3 separate regions of the Mus musculus genome follow, and regions 2 and 3 are each linked to region 1. Evidence: chromatin contacts called from public promoter capture Hi-C data. All regions are on one chromosome and are shown on one strand. Each heading gives the region's core, a stretch centred on a gene start, on an enhancer-like site or on the middle of the called end of the contact. The rest is flanking DNA. Distances are from core to core; before and after follow the strand shown.

Evidence for each region. Promoter capture Hi-C pulls out the DNA fragments that hold promoters and counts their contacts.
Region 2: a contact with region 1 is called in a promoter capture Hi-C map of liver, with 2.3 times the contacts expected there. The contact joins the enhancer-like site here to the promoter of Snhg17 in region 1. A contact is called at or near these places in 7 of 39 promoter capture datasets (the 3T3-L1 cell line, 3T3-L1-derived adipocytes, HPC-7-derived erythroid cells and 2 more), 1 of 484 Hi-C or Micro-C datasets (the C2C12 cell line) and 1 of 9 other capture datasets (embryonic stem cells).
Region 3: a promoter capture Hi-C map of neural stem cells shows a contact between it and region 1. The contact joins the promoter of Tti1 here to the promoter of Snhg17 in region 1. A contact is called at or near these places in 7 of 39 promoter capture datasets (the 3T3-L1 cell line, the C10 cell line, HPC-7-derived erythroid cells and 4 more), 11 of 484 Hi-C or Micro-C datasets (CD4 T cells, CD8 T cells, the G1E-ER4 cell line and 2 more), 22 of 115 datasets of contacts at active chromatin or transcription factors (the 230-238 cell line, the NIH/3T3 cell line, the SCID.adh cell line and 14 more) and 4 of 9 other capture datasets (adipose tissue, embryonic stem cells, liver and 1 more).

What each region holds. Positions count from the first base shown.
Region 1 is chr2:158,360,198-158,362,854 of GRCm38.p6, reverse strand. It overlaps Snhg17 (small nucleolar RNA host gene 17), which reads left to right and starts at 1,333. Exons shown (of 6, transcript NR_027887.1): 1 at 1,333-1,450; 2 at 1,785-1,912; 3 at 2,256-2,391. RefSeq lists a cis regulatory region at 1,125-1,401.
Region 2 is chr2:158,003,305-158,005,961 of GRCm38.p6, reverse strand. All of the region lies in intron 2 of Tti1 (TELO2 interacting protein 1), which reads left to right. Among named protein-coding and RNA genes, the nearest start is that of Gm34402, 12 kb to the right of the region's middle. Within about 2 kb of position 1,316, at least 5 of the 459 cell types and tissues checked have an H3K27ac peak or open chromatin away from gene starts, as enhancers often do. A contact at or near this core is called in liver, where this site is marked.
Region 3 is chr2:158,027,131-158,029,787 of GRCm38.p6, reverse strand. It overlaps Tti1 (TELO2 interacting protein 1), which reads left to right and starts at 1,354. Exons shown (of 8, transcript NM_029282.2): 1 at 1,354-1,414. It overlaps Rprd1b (regulation of nuclear pre-mRNA domain containing 1B), which reads right to left and starts at 1,291. Exons shown (of 7, transcript NM_001291134.1): 1 at 743-1,291. The coding sequence starts at 893.

The DNA of each region.
Region 1 (2,657 bases), core at 84-2,583:
GGGAATTGAACTCAAGACCTCTGGATGAGTGGTCAGTGCTCTTAACCGCTGAGCCATCTCACCAGCCCTAAAAAATATATATATATATATTTAATATATATTTAATATATATTTATATATATATTTAATATATATTATATATATATATATTAAATATACTTATTTAATATATTTAATATATAATACATATTTAATATATAATATATATTTAATATATATTTTAATAATATATATATATATTTTTTAATGGTTTTTTGAGACAGGGTTTCTCTGTATAGCTCTGGCTGTCCTGAAACTCACTTTGTAGACCAGGCTGGCCTCAAACTCAGAAATCTGCCTTCCTCTGCCTTCTAAGTGCTGGGATTAAAGGTGTGCGCCACCACGCCTGGCTTCCTTCCTTCCTTCCTTCCTTCCTTCCTTCCTTCCTTCCTTCCTTCCTTCCTTTCTTTCTTTCTTTCTTTCTTTCTTTCTTTCTTTCTTTCTTTTAATGCTATGCCTGCGAGTGTTTTGCCTGAAATACTATGTGTACCACTTTTACAGGCAGTGTTTACAATGTACAGAAGAGGGCGTCATATCCCCTAGAACTGGAGTTACAGACAAACATTAGGCTCTCTGTATGAGTACTGGGAATTGAACTCAGGTCCTCTGCAATTGCTTTAAGTCACTGAGCCATCTCTCCAGCCCAGACTATCTTTTGTCTTTAAGTCACCCTTAGAGGCGGAAGAGATGGCTGGCTCAGAGGTCATTTGGACTCTTTCAGTGGAGTTCCTTCTTCAGCCCCAAGGGCAGAGCTGCTGTACATAGGGCCAAGAGCCACATTTGGCCTAGGATCCAAGCAGAGTTTGGGAGTATGAAGACTTGGAAACACGTGAGCTCCTTCTCAAACATCTGTCTCTCATCTGTTACTTGGATCAGGACTTTTCTGGTTAAGGGAATCGTCCCATCGGCCTTATGATTTTTAGGTAGACTTTTAGCAAAGCATTCATTCTTTGCTCTCATCCCTTCCACATGCCAGTCTCAAGCCACTACTGACCTCGTGTGGTGGTGTTTAAAGTCATCATTTGTTCCTTTGTGACACCACTGAGCCATGTGCTGTGGAATCAGTAGTTTGTAAGAGAGGTCTGCTTCAGAACAAACAGAAAAAATACGGCAAACGAGAGACAGTTTCCTCCTAAAACGTATCATTGTTTAAAAAAAAAAAAAAATTAACTTAATATGTTCAAACAGTTGTTAGTCTCCTCTCCTCGTGGGGGCGCTGGAGGGCCCGCCGCTCGGAGATGCTGCTCTAGGCTGCAGCGTGCTTTGTCATTTGTTCTTCCGCCAGCGCCCATCGTGAAGACCACAGTTTCCTGTCGCGTGGATGTGTTTCCTCTCTGGCCATTGCCATCCGCCCAAATCTACAGACATCCCGCATGTTCCCGGGCTCGTCTCCCCAATACAGGGCACCAAGGTGAGTGCAAGGTGCATGGGCAGCGCCGTTTCCTCCATCAAGGAAACCGGGCTGCGGGCCGTCGGTGGGCGGCTGGTCTGCTGGGTCTAGAGGAGGGAGGGCCTCAAGCCGCGTGCTTTTCACCGTCTGAGTATCTGAAGCCTCAAAGCCATGTCTGTCGCCTACAAAAAGTGGGTCGGTGTTTACGACCTGTGTCCCATGTTTTTAGCATCCTACCAAGGCGAATCCATTGACCAGGATTTAAGTTGAGACTCCCCCAGGACCCCGGGTGCAGCATCTGGGTCCCCCTGCCCCGCCCTGCCTTGCGCCGCAGCCGCTTCCGTTGTCCTGCCAGGCTGTAGACTGCGCAGCCCTCCTGGAGACAGATGGAAGCTCCTTGGGTCGACAGATTACAGCTTCTGGAACCCCCTACTCCCTTCAACTCCGAGATGGACACCCACTGTCCAGGGAGAGGATGCCTGGGTAAGTGCTCTGCTATTCGGGAGCAACTTGAAGCCCGGGTGCCTGTAATTGGCCTTCCCATGGGTACCAGCAGAGGGGTGGTGTGGAGTTCTGATTACTACTTTTGAGGAGGTCGACAAAGCCACTGTGCAGAGAGAAGCTCGGTGAGGGCTCGAAATAACCAAGGGCAAGATTCTGGGGACAGTTCTGTTCCATGTTGCATAGTGGGGATTACAGAGGAAAGGGGGGGGTGTCTATGCTCCGTGGTTTGCTACCTGGCAGCTTTTGTGTTTGGGATTCTGGGTGCTTTCCCAGGTAACTGGGTGCTGTTCATGTGGCTCACCTGGGCTTATTGTATTTGCAGAAATAACAGCTGGGATCTACAGTGGCCAAAGAGTTGTCTCCGTCTTGCTACATCGACAAACTGGTGCTCCTGAGTGAGGATTGTGCCCTGGGATGGGGGATTCAGTTTCTTCATTTATAGTTGGAAGTGGGTGAAGGTGAGGTGAGGCTGGGTTCTTTGAGGTGTGCCTGCTTGTTGCTGTACCCACTTGGGATCTGTGTCTTGTGTGTCCTGTGTTCCCACTGTCGCTTCTGTACCCTTCTGCTTTACTCTGGTGGGTGGAGAGCAGAATGGAAAGGAGCCAGAAGATTTTGGGGGTCATATGCACCATCCAGATTTCAGCCACTGCTCTCTGCTGGCTTCCGGGCCTTGTCTGGTTCTTGATTTCCTCATCTGAAAAATGGGACTACCTCTGTGACATAA
Region 2 (2,657 bases), core at 67-2,566, 360 kb after region 1:
AAAAAAACATTTATATTTATTTTATATATGTGAGTGTTCTGCCTGCATGTGTATATGCCTACACGTGTGTACTCGGTAACTGAAGAGGCCAGGAGAGGGCGCTATATCTCCTAGCACTGAAGTTAGCTTGTGAGACACCATGTAGGTGCTGGGAATTAGACCTGGGCCTTCTAGAGGAACAGCCAGTGTTCATACCTACTGTGCCATCTCTGCCTCCTAAGTGCTGGGATGAAATGTGCCACTATCACTATGACCATCTTTAACTTTTTTTTTTTTAAGATTTGTTTGTTTTGGGCGGAGTAGGGAGTGGGGGTATGCATCACATACACGCAGTGTCCTCAGAAGCCAGAAAAGGGCGTCAGATCCCCTGGAACAGTTGTTACAGGTATCTGTAAGCTACCACGTTGTACTAACCCATGTCCTTTGGAAGAGCAGCCAGTGTGCTTACCTAATGAGCCATCTCTCCAGCCCTTCCTTTTAACCTTTTAATTGTGCAAGTTGACTTAATTGTCTCTTCTATATTTTGATCCTGATGTGCCACCATTAACATGGCACAATTTGTACCATGAAAAAAGCCAAACTTGGTAGGATCATACCTATAATCCCAGCTGCCAGGAAGCTCAAGCAGGAGGATCATAAATTCAAGGCGAGCCCGAGCTATATAGCAAGACCATGTCTAATCAATAAATAAATCCCTCAGCTGGACAGTTAATCATTGAATGAAAACATTGAGCTATATTCTGGTGCCTTTATCCAAAGAACATATCTCCAGTGCTGTTAATAGCCCCTGAGGCAGAGGAAAGGTCCTTGACCTCATTCTATCAGGTTAAAAGGACAAGATCATGAGAGTAACTTTCTTAGGAGAAGCGACTGGGACAAGGACTGTGCTCTACTCTGAGGTGACATTTATAGTGTTCACTCGTTCATTCATGAACATTCACAGACAGCATGAATGCTTGCTTCACTCATAAGGATGCCTGCTATATGTCAGAGGCTACACTAAGTAGTGAGGATACAGCAGTGAACAAGATAAACAAACTCAAGGAGCTTTCCTGCTACTGAGAGAAATGATAAACAAGTAATGAAAGCATAAGCAAGCTCAGGAAGCCGCTGATAAGCGCTTTGAAGGAAATGAAAACCTCATGCAAGGGAGAAACGGGAATAGGCTACTCTAAGTTGCATGGACAGGGAGGGCCTCTCTGGGAAGCGCCACTAAGGCTGTGACCTGAAGGCAGAGGAGGGAGCCAGGCTATATATGGCTGTAGTACTTTCTCTACGATTCTCAGAACACTATCAGCAGAGTGGTGTGAAGACTATTCACACTTGGGGAAGGCGTGTTTGGAGAAAATGTTGTAGAGAGTGTAACACGGTTAAACATGAACTAGAGCGATCCTACTGGGCACTAGGCCAAGAAAAGACATTGGATCTGGACTGCAGTCACTCAGAAACCATGACAAAGTGGCTGAGGCTAAAACACCCTAAAGAAGGGAAGGTTTGTCTGGCTTGTGGTTTCAGAGTCCAAAGTCAGCCTGCCGTGTTGCTTAGGGCCGTGATAAGGTAGGCGCATTTTGGTCAGGGCCACGGGTGAGAGAAGCAGTTCCTGTCATGGCAGGCAGGGCTTCCCCGGTAGACCTGCCGTCATTACTTCTTCCTCCCAGGTCCCAGCTCTTACAGTTGCCACCAGCTCTCAAATAGCACCATAGCTAAGGGACAAGGCCTTTGGGAGGCATTTCAGATCCTAACCCTAACTCCTGTCTGTGCTAAAAGTTATCAGCTGAGCAGCTGTGGACAAAACCCACACAGGGTTAGAGTGGCTTGGACCACCAACTAAGGCAGCTAACTACTTAGACATTACAGACTGGGGCCAGCTTCTGTGGCCCAGATGTCTCATCTCTGCTACAGTGGGAAACCAGATTTTATTTCATCTTAAAATTTAAACATTTTACAAAAAGGCTTAGGAAGCTGGAAGGATTTTTCAGTAGTTAAGAGCACTTTTGTTCTTGCAGAAGACTCAAATTCAACTCCTGTCACCCACATGGTGGGTCACAAACATCTGTAACTCCAGTCCCAGGGTAGCTGATACCCTCCTTACTAACGCAGGCACCCAAATGGTACACAGACACATGCACACAAGCAGTACACTCATAGACACAAAATAATATCAAAAAATTTAAAGCATTGGAAATGTGTCTTTTCAGGAGGTAGCACTTTTGGATTTTGGAATTTGAATTTTCTTAGAATTCTGATGTCTTTGGTAATCTGAAGGAGGAATGTCAAAACATCCTGTGTAGCACTTTGTAAGTAGAAGGTTGGGGTCCACATTACAGTAAGGAAATATGGACAGTTGAGGTGTCTGGGACATTGTCTGGGACATTGTGTGTTGGGGTGGGGGGGTGTAAAACAAAATTGGAGATGGATTTTCCACAAGTTTTGAAACAACTCAATATGTAATTGCATTTTGAGTAGTAAGTCATAAAATTAATGCTCACTCACAGATTACAGCAAACAGCACTTGATGCTAGCATTTCAGTTTGTCATCAGATGGCCTTTCTTTTAAGACGAGAATGGAAGTTGCTTTCAAAGAACTTCTGAAAAGTCATGATAGAACCAAGTACATGTATGTTTTAGGACACTGAGTTACTGAACATGCATGCTTC
Region 3 (2,657 bases), core at 105-2,604, 330 kb after region 1:
ACATAAACTACCATCATCTCCATTTTCTATATAAGGAATAAAGGACATAGAGGTTAAACTGTTGGGTTCAGTGACAGATAGACTTAACTTCCAGACAGTAGCCAGAAACAACTTGCATCCAACACCGGGCCTGGCAAGAAACAGGTAGCGCTCGGGGAATATCGTGAGAGTCTGAATTTAGTGGCAAGGGCAGAAGGCTACCCAATTTACCATCCTGTTCTCAAGTCTATGGATAGTAACTAACACGGAGTCAAGGCTTTGGAAGTACAGGTAAGTTTGTATCCGTTTTACAGATTAGAATACACCGGCACAAGGATATGAAGAAACGTTCCCAGGATCACTTAGCTAGAACACGTTTGCACCAGGTCTTAATGTGGGCAGTCTGACCAGAGACGGCTGGATCGTATTCCAATTGCCCAACACGGGGCTCCCAGCTCCAAACACAGCCACGATTTAAAACAAAAACAAAAACAACTGTCGTAAGGTGTGAGGGGGAAGCCTGATGAGGGAAGGAGCTGAGTAACTTCAAGTCTGGGCATTTGCGCCCTTGGAACTTCAGACGAATCTCCCATACCTTACCGGGCCTCAGTTTCCCTCTCCAAGTCATAAAATAACACCGTTTCCAACCTCAGACCCTCCATCAGAGCCCCAGGCCTGCAAAACAAGGCTTAAGAAGCCACAGGGCTGCGGGAGAGTGGATGAGGGAACACAGCCATGGGAGAGCCGGGGTGCGGGTGATCACCTTTGCGGAGCTCGCGGTGCCACACGGAGACGATGGGTCCTGCGTGCTTGCGGTGGTGGATGAGCCACAGGGAGAGGGTCTGCACGCTCTGCTGAGAGTTGCTCAGCTCTGAGAGCTTCTTTTCCAGCGCCGATTCTGAGAAGGAGGACATGGTGGCGGTGGTGGGGAGCAGCCCGGGCCGCCCGATGAGACGGGGAAAGCGACCGCACTCGGCCCAGGCCTCCGCTGACAGGCTGCAGGGCTCTCCGCCGACTGACAGACAGCTCGGGGTACCAGGTGGGGGGAGGGGACAGGTCTCCGCAGTAACAGCCGCCCGCGCCGCCGCCACAAGATGGCCACCCGACCTCTCACCCCGCCGCCACGGGGGTCAAAGGGCAAGGGCCACAGCCGGGCGCCGAGAGGCTTCGGAGCCGGAGGAAAACGATCCTTAGGAGGCGGCAGTATCCTTGGTCCCTGACTTCTAGCCGGCCAGGCCGAGGGAACAAATCCAGGTCCTCGAACACCGAAAATGCGCTTTAACCGCTCGCGCCCGCGCGCCGGCGCAGTGAGCCTCACCGGAACCCTTTTTCCCGCTCCGCAGAACCTTTCTGGCGCGGCGCGACGCACTACTTAGTCGTCATTTCCGCCTAGGGTGCAGGAGGCGGGAGAGTGAGGGAAAGACTGGAAGACGAGGTAAGAGTGGCGGGAGTGTAAGGGAGCCCAGCCGCTTAGGAGCGTCCAGAAACGAATCCTTAGGACACACTGAGGCAGGAAGCGCGGGAGCTGGGTGTGGGAAGGGCCGCGTCGCTTTGGTGGCTGGCCTAGGCCACACCTCCCTCCGTGCCTGGGCCCCTCTCCCCAGCGCTCCTCTAGTTCCTTTAAAGACACGAACTCTTGGCAGGGCTCCCCACTTTGGTTCCTGTTCTGACTTCCGAAGTGATACCCCTTTTCTCACCTGGTGGAACTGCGCCGTCTACTGACCTCTACTGAGTCTGGCCCCACACACACACAACTTTTTTTTTGGAGGGGTGTGATGGCTCCAAGTGCTTGCTATGCAAGAATGAGGATTTGTGTTCCCATCATTAAAAAGCCCAAGTTGGTGGGCCAGGTCTGTAACTTCAGTGTTCTGGGGCTGAGACAGGAAGATCGCCGGAGCTTGCTAGATGCCTGCTTAACTCCAGGTTCAGTGAAAGACTCAGTCTCAAAAGAATAAGCTGGAGAGTGATTGAGCGGGACACCTGACGTCCTCTGTGCGTGCACCCCCCCCCCAACACACATACCTACAACTCCCTGACGTTGTTGAACTTATTAGATGTGAGTCCCCTCCCAGCCTAAAAGACATTCCTATAGTTGATGCCTGGTTTTCTTAACTTCTCTGTCCCTAATATACATGCTTTGACCCTTCTTCACCTGGAGTGCATCATGATCATAGCTAGTGTAGTTGAGAAGTTTCTATGTGCTAGACACTTTTCAAAGCTATGAGGTAAGTGTTATCGTCTCACGGTTTAACAACTGAGGAAACAGGTTACAGAGGTGTGGTGATCACATAAGTTTCAAGCTCACAGAGCTAAGATCTGAATGAAGAGAGTGTATCTAAGTGTGTCCCAGCATCTGGAATCAAAGCTGAATTCATAGCTGATTGAATTAACGCACAAGTCAACACCTTATAATGATATAGGGAGGCAGAGGCAGGTGGTTCTCCTGAGGGTTCCAGGCCAGCTTGGTCTGTGCAGTAAATTCCAGACCAGCTTTTAAGACCCCACCTTACAAAAAAGCTCGGGCTTTTGAGACCTCATCTAAATAGTTGCTGAGTACTGAGTAACTCATGTTCTGAGTACCCTTTGTACTAAGTCTATGTATCCAGATGTTACTATTTTAAATGTCAGTCCTTAACAACAGTGCTCTGGCACGGGGATTGCTATCACCATTTGATAAT